Linked DNA regions of Danio rerio: region 1 is linked to region 2. The links are chromatin contacts, called in public Hi-C maps. All regions are on one chromosome and are shown on one strand. The core of a region is the stretch at or near the end of the contact, and the rest is flanking DNA. Distances in the headings are between cores, read along the strand shown.

Region 1 (2,849 bases), core at 184-2,683, 67 kb before region 2:
TCCCCATTCTGATGCTGCAGCAGATCATCTTGACCATGTCTACATGCCTAAATGCACTGAGTTTGTGCCATGTAAATTGCTGATTAGAAATTTGCATTAATGAGCAGTTGGATAGGTGTACCTAACAAAGTGGCCGGTTTATTTGATTAAAAAAAATCACTGCCATTTTTGTAATATTTAAAAATGATATGATATTTAGTTTAGGGATGCAACGATTAACTGATTTCACTATTAACCGTGCTTTAATTAATCGTAAAGACTTCTAAACACAGCATTTCCCTTGCACGGAATGAAAATGCTGCAATTAAACAAAGTTATGCCAACTGTGCACTAGTTCTGAGTTTATACACTGAGGCTAATACACACGCATACTGGATTAACTATAGCTGAGACACCTAGCAGCAGTGGGCAGTTAACATATTGCATCTTTTTCGCACACAATTTTGCTATTTCCAATGGATGTGCGCGGCTTGTGCTCACATATAGGGAGCGACACACTCACGTCTTCCAGGCACACTCAGTTGAAAACCTCTCACGCTGCTGCGGCTTTCAGTGCATTGTAAACCAAAGATGTATACGACAAATTTTTATATAAACAATTAAAATGATTATGTATGTATGAACACAGATGATAACAAACAAATACGATTTATTTTAAATAAATTAATTTATTAATAAATATTTTTATTGTTCTGTCATTTATTTTAGTGTCAAATTACCTATATTAAAAGTCACTTATTTTAAAGTCCAAAGAGAGAAATTAACTATTGTTTGTTTTTATTATTTTATTATTATTTTGTGCTTTATTAGTTGGTTACTGAGCAGAAATAAATACCACTTTAATATATAAGGAGTTCATGTGATATTTTTTTTTCTAAAATAGTAGTGTTTTGAAATGAATGAATGCATAATAATTGTAATAACCATGATTATTCCTCAGACTATTACCTTACAACCAAAACCTATAATCATTGCATCCCTAATTCAATGTATATATGTGAAATTAAAACATGATCTCCTATATGGCATTTGCAGATATTTTCATGTACAGTATATTCGTTCATTTCAGTGTATTTGCTTTGTTTCAGTGATGGTAAAATGATATACCCACGCATGCGTAGCAAGTAACGTCTGAGTGCACGTGTAGTGTTTCTTTTTTCCATGACTTCATCATGACTTCACTTATGGCTTGTATACATAAGACATCTAGAAGCTTAATCATGCGCTGAGAGTTCTGGTTCCTCTGCCCCATATCATGAGCTTAAATGAGAGATGCCCCATTGGGATCCATTTATGTGATATGTATGTCAAACTCCAGCAAAATTTCACGCTGGTTTATCACAGACAGGGGGGATTTAGACACACTTAGACTGATGCACACATGTGAGTGTTGAGTGATTGGAGCTGGCGTTGCGCTCAACTGGAGGCTACCTCACACCTCAGGCATGACAGCTGGGGCCCTGTAAGCATTACATCATAGACTGATGTATCCGCATATCGCATGTCACTGGTGCTCCGACAACAAGCGCTATCAGCTCTAGCCCTCGCCTACTCTATACTCCATTGCTTTTGCACATATCCTTTGTTAAAGCCTTAAAGCATAGATTTTGTACATTGCATCAACACTCTATAAGCCACACATACAGTAATGTGATGTTCCTTTGTGTCACCTGATAAATAATCCTGCACTCTTATGATACATCTGCTCCCAACTAAACGTTTACAAGAGTCAAACTCACCCATAGAGAAGTTGCTCTTGAAACATGCTCAAAAGACTGCAGTTTCAAAGTTGTGAGTGATGCAGTTAAACCAGAATTAGTTAGCGCAAACCAGCCTGGACCTTACTTGGTCTTCTCAAGAGTTAAAGCTTTAAGTGTTTCACAAAAATCCAGCAGTGTTCTTAAGAACAGACACTGCAAATCTTTCCTGCAGAGCTATCACTGCGACTAGCATTTTGAGCATTTTTGTAGGCTGACGTCCTATTTTATTTACAAACCTAAAGTCTAACTCGTTTATCTATGTTCATTCATTCATTCATTCATTCAGCAAGTTTTTACACAGCGAATGCCCTTCCAGCCGCAACCCATCTCTGGGAAACGTCTATCTATGTGTTGAATAAATAAAGGAGTTAAGACTTTAAAAAATACTCCACATTTTTTGAAAATAGGCTAATTTTACAACTTTCCAAAAGATAAACTGATGTGTTTTACCATTTTTGCATTCCTTAAACAGCCCCTATTATGGGTTTTTAAAAATGACCTTCCAAGTAGTGTGTAACACAGCTCTAAGTAAAGAGAAATATCCAGCTAAGGCTTAAATCTGAAAGTGGACAGTTTTTAAATCTATTGATTTATTTATAAAAGAGTCAACTCGTAGTGCTTTAAATGAATCGTCTTGATAATGAGTCTTAAGCCGCTTCGGCTTGATCGGGACTCAATCCCCGCCCATTTGTTGCACGCGCAGACCTGGGAAAATTGAAACCTGCAGCCCCGCCCACAAACACTGTAGCAGATCCCGGTTGAATCAAGTCATGAAGACGCTGTGCTCAGCTGGATATTATTGGAAGTGTGAGGGGAAAGTTAGTGTTATTTTTTTCTACCCAAATATGAAACAGTGAAGAGTCAGTGGTTGAGGTTTATTTTTGCAAAAATGCCTCAGTGTTATCGTCCCAGCCTTGTGCTGTGTCAATGGGGGATTCGTCTGCCGTTTGTTAAAGGAAGGATCAGAAAAGACTATTGATGTGTGGGACTTTGTCAGAGCTTGACAAGAACTTTACAGTACACAGTTCATAGACCAGTTTCTTCCTCCATTTTACAAGTGTAAGTGTGATTAAAATGGTTGCCTCCTTG
Region 2 (3,001 bases), core at 196-2,695:
TTCTAATGATAAGCACGAAAACATTATTTCATTGCATATTTAGCCTTTACAAAACTCTCGCCAATAAATTATCCTTCACAAAACAAAAACATCATTAGTTGTATTAAATTATTACAGTAATGTTTTAATATATTAATGTTAATTATATTAATTATATTATGGTCATTTCCATCATTGGTTTTTAACAAAATTTACTAATATTCATAAGATTGTAGTTAGTTTTTTTATTCTTTTCCTTATTTTTTTCAAGAAAACATTTGCATTTAATGATGAACACGTCCATCCCTTTACAACCACAGAGTACCCATCTTCTGTTGGCCACTTCCAGCAAGATAACGCGCCCTGTCATAAAGCACAAATCATCTTAGACTGGTTTCTTGAACACGACAACGAGTTCATTGACCTCAAATGGCCTCCACAGTCACCAGAACTCAGTCCAATAGGCTCCCATTTTGGCTAAGCTGGTCACGTTGGTCTTATCTGGTTTTATCTACCAGCCTGACCAGCTAAGACTAGGCTGGAAATGGCTGAAACCAGCCAACCAGCCTGGGCTGGTTTGAGCTGTTTTTTTTTTCTGCAGGGTTTGAAATAAATTGGGTAAATCGTGATAGCATTTTAATTTTGGAGTGAACTAACCCTATAGAGTCAAAACTATTTCCTCATAAAGCAGAATTTCCAGCCTATTGTGTGAGAAAGTGTCTCTAAAAGCCACAAAAACACCATAAAATGATTGCCTGTATTATTGTGCAAATTAACTTAAAACTCCTAATTTATACACTAGATGGCAGCATTTAATCATCTCTGATTGTGAAAGCATTCACTCTAATAGCATATCTTTATACCACTGCTGTAAAAGAACTTCCATATACTAATCCTAAAGGCTTATTTAATAACAATTTCACCATCTGTTTCACCTGTTTGATTGTGTAAATTTACATTTTTAACAGTCCCTTTTGAACCCAAATGAAGGTCTTGTTTCTGTGTCTTTAAAAGGGATGTTGGACTATATTGGGAAGTATGCGGACATGAATGGAATGTTCTAGAGGAGTGAGAGGAACACAGCGGCTGTTATAGTCTCTACCCAGCCTCCCACAAATGTTATCATCTTAAACTTGTGTGAAAACTAATATCGCATTCTTTAGCTATTTGTCCAAGTATTAAAAGTTACATAAGTTCATGAGTTACTGTCTGAGGTTTCATTGACTCTTTTGGGTTAAAAAGGGTTTGGATCAATTCATCATTGTGTTAACTTTGCCACAAATTTTGCAACATTAAATAGATTAGTGAAGCAACAAATAGTCATGGTATATAATATATCTTTCCTGCTGTAATGTGGAGGAAGGTTATTATGAGATGCAGTGTGGTTCATCTAGGGTTGGTGGTGATTGATTTAATTGTTCATGTGTGCCTACAGGCAGTGTGTCCAACCAGGAGGTCTGACACATTTCATCAAACACTTACGTAACCCTGACCACATGGCTCGTGCTATCGGACTGAGCAATGACACGCTATGCTCTTTACAACAGCAGATTGTAAGATGACCCCAATCCTACTAGCCCCTTTCCTATTGTTTGAGAAATGCTATATAGCCTACATAATAAAAGTGAAATATTTGGAATAAGTAATATTATGAGTTATACATCATTTATTAACTAGTGTGCTAAAACGCTAATAACATTTTATGGTATAAGCTTATTGTATAGAAACTGGTCTAAAAATAGTCAATGTCTGTTTTTGAAATAGCATATATAGTACCGATATGCTAGCCGAGAAGTATGTCTGAATTCGTAGGCTGCGTCCGAAATCGCATACTTCCTTACTATATAGTACGCTAAAAACAGTATTCAAGCTGAGTGGTATGTCCAAATTCTTAGATTTCAAAAATTAGTATGCGAGAAATACCTGGATGACCTACTACTTCAGGTGAAATTCTGAAGTGTGGATCCTCTGCGTTGAGTTTCTTTGGGAGTATTTTTTCTGAACGCTAGATAAAACTCGCTCATTCAGAGGCAGGAATTAGCGGACGTGCAACAACTTTAATCATAAGGTAAACGCAAAACAAAAGTTTCCATCTGAAGCTCTTTCATGGGACTCGCCACTTGTAAACGCTCGTTTTCATCCGGCTTGCGGCTCTTAGCACAGCCCACACTCGTTAGCGCTACCAATCACAAAGTTTGCGATATGTGTCGTTGAGACGTGTAGTTACATTTTTTGAGAGGTGCACGTTGGCGATGCCCATGGCCACAGCGAGGGGTATGAATCTGCGTGAAGGCTGCGCTGGACAATATGTGTGTGCTTGACATGTACTTTAATGAAACTAACTTTTTACTTAAAAAAAAAAAAAAATCTCTTTCTTTAAACTTTTTTTCACCTAAAGTTGTATTGATGGAGGTTTTTATGCTTACTAAGTCTGCATTTATTTGATTTAATTGAGCAAAAACAAAATTGTGATGTACTGTATTATGATGCAAGTGGCGTTGCGAGGGGGTGGGGGGGTGGGGATGGGGGGGGGGGGGGGGGGGGGGGGGGCTTTGGGGGCTTAAGCCCCTGATGTGTTGTCAAAAGCCCCTGATCTTTTGCAATATGTTGCACTTAAATAAAAATATAAGTATATGTAATATATAAGTATATAATGGTGTATAACATTTAATTTGTTTTCTAAGTACTGCAAATTACCGCGTACATCACGCACATTCCACCTAACAGTGTTTGTGTCGGGTCAGCTGTTCAGCAGTACCTGTGTCTACCGGCAGGTGGGAGTGGCACTGTTGTCCTATGATGTTTAAAGAAATTCCGCCACTGCACTTCATTTATTCATTATTTTGAAGAGCTGAAGTTGATGATGTAATAATACAACTCTTTCGCGAAACTGAATAGTTATAACTACTAATAAAGCTTAACATTTGTTTTCACAGTATAAAATGTGTGTAGTTTTGGTGAAATAAAATAACTGTAATCAATAAAATGTGCATCATATCAATACATGCAAATTAGTCAGAAA

Evidence for each region. A called contact is a pair of places that touch in the nucleus more often than the background predicts.
Region 1: a contact with region 2 is called in a Hi-C map of embryo, with 18 times the contacts expected there. The contact joins two enhancer-like sites. A contact is called at or near these places in 3 of 18 Hi-C or Micro-C datasets (embryo and gastrula embryo).

What each region holds. Positions count from the first base shown.
Region 1 is chr25:24,197,710-24,200,558 of GRCz12tu, reverse strand. The region is part of intron 3 of dusp8a (dual specificity phosphatase 8a); the gene reads left to right. Among named protein-coding and RNA genes, the nearest start is that of mob2a, 45 kb to the right of the region's middle. Within about 2 kb of position 1,433, at least 21 of the 62 cell types and tissues checked have an H3K27ac peak or open chromatin away from gene starts, as enhancers often do.
Region 2 is chr25:24,130,450-24,133,450 of GRCz12tu, reverse strand. The region is part of intron 1 of mob2a (MOB kinase activator 2a); the gene reads left to right. Among named protein-coding and RNA genes, the nearest start is that of mob2a, 23 kb to the left of the region's middle. Within about 2 kb of position 1,445, at least 22 of the 62 cell types and tissues checked have an H3K27ac peak or open chromatin away from gene starts, as enhancers often do.